Linked DNA regions of Ovis aries: region 2 is linked to region 1. A link is a contact called in public Hi-C data. All regions are on one chromosome and are shown on one strand. Each heading gives the region's core, a stretch centred on a gene start, on an enhancer-like site or on the middle of the called end of the contact. The rest is flanking DNA. Distances are from core to core; before and after follow the strand shown. Region 1 overlaps ABL1 (ABL proto-oncogene 1, non-receptor tyrosine kinase). Region 2 holds the start of ABL1 (ABL proto-oncogene 1, non-receptor tyrosine kinase).

What was found. A called contact is a pair of places that touch in the nucleus more often than the background predicts.
Region 2: a contact with region 1 is called in a Hi-C map of muscle, with 6 times the contacts expected there. The contact joins the promoter of ABL1 here to the enhancer-like site in region 1. A contact is called at or near these places in 9 of 16 Hi-C or Micro-C datasets (hypothalamus, liver, mesenteric adipose tissue and 5 more).

What each region holds. Positions count from the first base shown.
Region 1 is chr3:5,814,667-5,818,000 of ARS-UI_Ramb_v3.0, reverse strand. All of the region lies in intron 3 of ABL1 (ABL proto-oncogene 1, non-receptor tyrosine kinase), which reads left to right. Among named protein-coding and RNA genes, the nearest start is that of QRFP, 37 kb to the right of the region's middle. Within about 2 kb of position 1,365, at least 19 of the 54 cell types and tissues checked have an H3K27ac peak or open chromatin away from gene starts, as enhancers often do. A contact at or near this core is called in muscle and tail adipose tissue, where this site is marked.
Region 2 is chr3:5,922,388-5,925,783 of ARS-UI_Ramb_v3.0, reverse strand. It overlaps ABL1 (ABL proto-oncogene 1, non-receptor tyrosine kinase), which reads left to right and starts at 1,649. Exons shown (of 10, transcript XM_042248056.2): 1 at 1,649-3,119. The coding sequence starts at 2,984. EXOSC2 (exosome component 2) reads left to right here. Exons shown (of 9, transcript XM_004005581.6): 9 at 1-940. LOC132659370 reads left to right here and starts at 2,279. Exons shown (of 1, transcript XM_060411660.1): 1 at 2,279-2,565. The coding sequence starts at 2,279. The coding sequence ends at 2,377.

The DNA of each region.
Region 1 (3,334 bases), core at 116-2,615:
TATGGCAGCACATTCAGAGCTGCCTCATTCTTCTTAATGACTACATAGTATGGATTTTTTTTAAGCAGTTCCCTATTGGCCAATTTTTGGGCCGTTTCCAGTCTTTTGCTATTATAATGCCATTTTGAGGTGGATTTCAAGCCTTTTAAAAAAAATCTTGGCCCACTGTATGAAAAAAAAAAGAGCTTTACACCACCATCCCATATATACAGTAGTAACAGAAGGTTCAGGAAATCCTACTCATTACTCTTACTGTATGTAATGCACTCTGATATTTTGTATACCATTCTGTTCTGTTTCATTTAAAAACATTCTGGGCATAATCCACTAAATTTATTCCGTAGACCCCACTGGTAGGTCATGACCAGCATTTTGAAATTACACTGCACATACTTCTTTGTGTACAGTCCAAGTTATGCAAGATAAGTTGCTAGAACTGATTGAAGGTTATACATATCTAAAACCCAGAGTGCGGCCTCATCAGCATGCTTTGCAGATGGTGCCAGATTACTTTCTTTAGGAATTGTGCAGATGTGTTTTCTCACCAGCAGTGTTGTGAGAGTGTGTTCCCTTTCCCCTCCTTAGCAGTCTGTTCTCAGACTTGCAAAAACCTATCACTGACTGGTAAAGATGATATCTCATTATATTTACTATACCTGTGCTTCCTAAATTAATCTTTTCTTATACATTTGAAGTATACCAAATTTACATTTGCATTTAGGTATATTCTCTTTCATTGGTCTGTCTCTTCATATACCAATACCAGACTTTTTAATTGTACAACTTTAAAATATATTTTAATATCTGGTAGGGCTAGTCCTTTTTTTTTGGCCAAACTTCGGTGGCAAGCAGGGATCTTCATTCCCTGACCAGGGATCAAACCCATGCCCCCTGCATTGGAAAGCAGAGTCTTAACCACTGGACCAACCAGGGAAGTTCCTAGTCCCCTTTTCTTAATCTTGCTAGCATTTTCGTGGCTATTCTCACACATTCATTTGTATCATATAGACTCACAGTACATGTCTTTTTTCAGTGTTCTCATCTGATGTTTTTCTGATCCTTTCCGTCACTGCCCATGTCTTTACACCAGCACCAGAGTCTGTCTGTACGACAAACAGCATAGGCTGCTGTTGACGGGCGCCCAGAGTGCGGCCTCATCAGCATGCTTTGCAGGCCATTGTTCTCAGCCCAGCTGTGGAGCCAGGTCCTTCCATTCTGCAGATATATTCCAGGGTGCTAGGCCCTTTGCAACTTTGCCTTCAGGCCACAGGGGAGCCTTTTCAGTGAATTAGAACAGAGTGCACCACCCATGGCGGGGAGGTGATTTCCTGGAGCTGACAGCTTGCTTCCCATCTGTGCTGTTTACCCAGGGCGAGCCATGCTGCACCGCAGTAATCAGGCAAGGTCTGTACTGAACAGGATAATGGTTTCTTTTCCCTGGAGTTATTTAATCAGCATCCTTGGAACAGATGCAGGGCAGGCATGATCTAGTTTGACAACTCATTAGCTGGGGGTTGGTCTGAAATATTGTTAAAGCGGGGGAGAGAGCAAGGCCTGCGTGGATACATGATCTGTAGCATTCATCTAACGAGGAAGCCCAGCTCCCTGTCTGGAAGCTGGTGTGTGCCAGGTGGGTTCCTTTCATTCCAGGTAGTCCACGGGGAGCTGACCAGGCAGTGTCCATTACTGGGCAGCTCATGAGTATGTCCTAGGTTTCTTGACCCCCCCTCCCCTCCTCTGCCCCGCCCCCAGCAAAGACTCTCCGTTCAGCTGTCCCAGCACCTGGAGACTTCTCAGCCCATGGGGTCATCAGGTCACACTCGAGGGGACTCTGTTGGGTGGGGTCGTATTCCTGGAATGAGTGGAACAGCCTCAAAGTCGGAGGGAGGGGGAGGTATTACAGCGGCACATGGGACAACGTGGCTCGGCACTGAAAAACGCAGCTCGCATAGCAGAGCTTTGATGCAATCCTTTTTGGATTTCGAAGGGGAAAATTTAAAGTTTGGTGGGAGGAATAGGCCAGGGTTGAATAAGTCTAATTCTTATTTTCAAATTAGCTAATCTTTAGGAAACAACTGAAGTTTTAGAAGATTCTTCTCTCAGGCCCCACAGGATTTCTTTCTGCCTCCACCCTCTTGGCTCTGGTTTCAGCAGCCCTTGTGGCTGGTCCGTCAGCCTCGGGCCCCAGAGCCCAGGACTCCGGGATTCTCAGGCGAGCCTCTTGGAAGGGCCATACCAAACAGCCATTGTTGTTTCCTGGGTGTCCTGCGAGGTTTAACAGTCTCTAGATTCCCTGGGGTTTGGTTTTTGTTCTTGATGCTTTCTTAAAGCCTGGAACCCTCTGCCAGCAGAGTTAAAGCGGAATTAAAGGCTGCTGTTCCTCCTCCACCACCCACCCCCGTCCTTCTCCCCTTGTTTGGTTATTTGTGTCTCTATCTTTCTTACTTGGCGGGACGCCACTGCCAAGCCCCATAGCTCCTCACAGCCCTCGGTAAGTGTTTTTCCTGCCTTTCTTCAACGAGCCGCCCAGTTGGCGTTTATTTTCACGGGCTGCTGAAGTCAAAGATTCGGGGTTGACAGGAGCAGAATCTGGGCCTAGCTTTAGCAGAGGTGGCATGACGGGGCACCACCTGTATCACCTCTCATGTCTTTAAGACCTGCCCGCCCTGACACTGGCTCAGCAGGTGCAGGCACCTGGTGAAAAGCCTGCTGAACCAAGCTGACCTTCCCTAGTCCAGGAGACCAGGGGGAATTATTAGTGAGGACTGCCTTCCTGCTGGTGTTTGAGGAGCTTGGGAGTTGCTGGGCAGGTGTCACTTCTGGCCTCACAGCCTGTAAATCACACATCCGAGTTCGGACGCCAAGGTCTGAGGCAGCCAAAGGTTGCCCAAGTCCGATGAGCCCGTGAGCCTGGCTGTCAGGAGGAGAGCTGTTCCTGGTGAGTGTCTCTGACAGGCCCCATCTCTCGGGTCCCCCGCGTGATTAGGAGGACGTGCAGCCCTGGCTGAGCACCCAGAGTGTTTACGTAACTGGGCGCATAGCGTGGTGACATGCCAGTCATAATGCTCATTTCACTTTCCCCTGTGCACATGCCATGAATTCCTGATGACGATTCCCCCAGTTCACTAAGCAACATGCCGCTCACAGAGCAGCCCTAAGCAGAAGGAGGCCCCCAGACTTGACTCTTAGAAGATGGCTGTGCCGTACGTTGAAGGGAGAGCAGTGTCAATATTTAATAAGTGTCGGGATGTAAATTTTATGTTGAAAAATGAACTGAGTCTCAGGGTCTGTAAATTTAATTATTGAGAAGGATAAAGTTTGCCCAGTCAGTGAA
Region 2 (3,396 bases), core at 400-2,899, 110 kb before region 1:
CAGGGCGTTGATGCTTGAAGACTGATCTATAAGCCAGGATGACGTTCATCAGCCAGACTACTCAGTGACAGAGCAAAGCTAACCCAGTTAACATCTAAATTCTGCTTCTGAATTCGCTTCACATTCAGTAACTCCAGGGAACTCTATGTTTACAAGCCAGTATCTATAAAATCAGCACCATTTCCCAATCCAGCAGAAATATTTCTAAAATACACAACTGAGCATGCAACACCTATAATGCTACTGGTTTTCCCCTACTATCAGTAGCAATTTCTAAAATATCAACTAACATTAGATCAACAGTTACTTGATATTGAATGGTACAAGAGAAAATTCAAGGCTTTGGAGTAGTATCAATCTGGGCTCAAATTGTCACATGACTAGGCCAGTGACCTTGAGTAACTCACATCTTGGTTTTCTCATCTGTATACAGGGGATAACATTACTTGTGTTACTGGGCTACAATACAGTAAGGATTAAATGAGAATATGGTTTATGAAGAGCGGAAGACCATAGTGTAGATTAGGTGTGATGAGTGGATTCCCTTAGAGATGGGTATATCCTGGCAGGTGCATTGCTCTGGGGAGACTTGGAGAGTGAAGAAGGGGACCAGGAGGGTACATTTTAGTTGCATAAAAATGGGTTATGGCATGTGTGGATCCGGTTGCACGGGTCATTAGCTAGTTCTGTAAACTCAGCAGTTTCGGCTAACATGTTTTCATGTGACTATGTGTACACCCCTGAAATTAGATATTGTAATCTTTTTCTGCTGTTCCCCCCCACCTCCAGTTTTCTTGAGAAGTTGACATACATCAGTGGACAGTTTAAAGATTCTTTCTCACTCAAACACCTATGTTTATGCGATGCCTCCGAAAGGTTCTTAAAATGCTATTAATGAGTGGGCTCCCTGATACTCCAAAGAAACAATTCGTTAGCAATATGTCGATGCTCTCCAGTTGTTTATTTTTCGCTCGTTCTAATATTTATGCTGCTTGGAGTCAAGGTGGAAGTTCGGGGTGAGGGGCGGCAGTGGAGGCACCAAATAACGTCGGTTTCCTGGAGCGAACTAAATTCTCTCTCCTAAAGAAGCTCAAAGAAGCGATCCAACTCCGGTTTTGGGGAAATCCAATCCGCAGTTTTCCCCTTGCTTTGGTTCCTCGCCGGCCTTACCAACCCGCTCAGGGAGACATTGGCCAGCACCGTGCGAGGCCGGCTAGAGTCCACCGGCTCCCAGGAGGGCGGGACCGACGCTCAGGAGCCGGGAGCAAAAGGCCAGGCTCGGGCGAGCGCGGGCGGGGGCGGGGGCGCCGTAGGACCACAAATCCCGGCCTGCCCCACGGGCTACGCCGAAAGTGGTTGGCTGGGAGCTCTAGCCCCGTCGGCCAATGGGATGCAGGAGAGGGAGCTGACCCGGATTCTCGGGGACCAATGGCAGTGCAGGGGAGGCGGGAGCTTCCTTACCACTCCTCTTGCCCCTCTAGAGAACCACATTTAACAGATCGTACGGGGCCAGGCCCTGCAGGGCAGGGGGACCAGAGCCGAAAGAAGCCGCAGCGTCTCCGAAAGCGGTGTCTGGAGGGTCCCGGTCCCCACGCGAAGCGCGCACCGGACGTCATCGGGAGGCGGGGCCGGGGCGGGGCCTGGCCTCGTTGTGGAGCGGCTAGTAATCCATCATGGCGGCCGCGGGGGTCGGTGACCGTCCCTGAGCAGCGCCGGAGCCGGAACCGGTTCCTGGGTCCTGCAGCTGAGGAGCCCGCCTTGCGTTGTCCACGGCCCCTACTTGGGCGGGGAGGCCGGGTCTTGCGACGGAGCCCGGGGGATGTGACTGCCTGGCAGCGGCGGCCCTAGCCACGTCCGGGCCCGGGGGAGGGGGGTGTCTCGGACAGAGACTCCCCCCCCAGGCTCGGGGCAGCTGAGGCCGCCGGGCCTCCTCCCGGTTCTATCCTCTACCCGCCTTCGGGGCCGCGAGAGCCCGTCGTCCCGTATCAGCTCCATCCCGGCTCTGGGACCCTGGGGTTGTGGTCTCTTTCCCCAGACCTGGGGACACCCCGTTTCCTGAGGCTTGGAGGAGCGTCGCCCCCGGAGTAAGCCGCCCGTGCCCCCCGCCCCGGCAGCCTCCCTCTTTACCCCCGAGCCGCCCCTTAACTCCGAATCCCGGCCTCAAGTTTGGCCTCGGAGCGCCCCCCTCATTCAAATCCCTTCCCTGCTGTCAAGTGGCCTCCCCTCCCCAGCCCCCCAACGTTGCTCCCGTGAGCCTGTAATGCCCTGACTTCTTCCAATGTCACCTACGGCCCCCTCAGCCTCAGCCCAGCCAGAAACTTTAATGCAGAGGAAAAGCCTGGACTGGTTTCACAGGCCTTTTAAAAAGCGGACTTAAAAAGTTGCTGGCCATGCATTCCTTCTCGTCAGAGGGCCAGCTCCCGCTGAAGTCGGGGTGACCCGTGTCCTTTTCCGGAGAGCAGAGTAGAGAAAAAGCAGGAGCGGCAGCTAGTGTGGCAGGAAATTTGTTGGAAGATGGAGACACCAAGATAGGGGGTGGGTGACTTCCCCAGGAAAAGTTCTGGAGGAGCATTCAAAGACCGATCCACGTTTCCTCGATGTGTGGAAATCGACACGACTTTAGCCTCACTGACCGTTGTACAGCATCCCCTGTGAATATTTCTCTTTAGGTTTTTCTCCTTGAAAGGGAGGAAACTTAGCCAGTAAAAGACACTTGAAATCCAGGAACTTTGAGGTCGCACTGCAGTTACATTACTTCGAGTTGATAAACTGCGAATATAATCGGAACTCCTGTTTGCACACGTCAACCTAAAATCTTCACTTCCTTTTATTGTGGAAGATGTCTTGTGATTGACCTCAGTTACTGACTGGTGGAGATGCGGTGAATGTGAAATCCCACGTAAAGACCGTTTCCTTCTCAGCTCACTGATCATTCTGAAAGATCTTGAACCCTCTTCTGGAAAGGGGTGCCTATCCTTGCTTTATGGGGCAGCAGCCTGGAAAAGTTCTTGGGGACCAAAGGAGGCCAAGTCTGCCTGCCCTGCACTTTATCAAAGGAGCAGGCAAGAAGGAATCATCGAGGCACGGGGGTCCACACTGCAATGTGTTTGTGGAACACGGTGAGTGCTCTTCAAGATTTCTGGTCCTATTTTCCGCTTTGCCATGCGTAAGGAACTTTGGAACCACAGGGCTTGTGTTGGTTCCTTCCAGTTCTACTTAAAACTTCAGTTCCTCTAGGTATCTTTTAATCTCCGGTGGAACTTTCTTTGTATAAGAAAAAGTTACTTGATGACACTGGATGGCTTTATTCGAAGTCTTACTGCTTATTTCTTGCCTGATTCCCTATCTAATTCACCGTTGACCTTGGACAAGCCATTTTACTATTCCAGCTTCCTG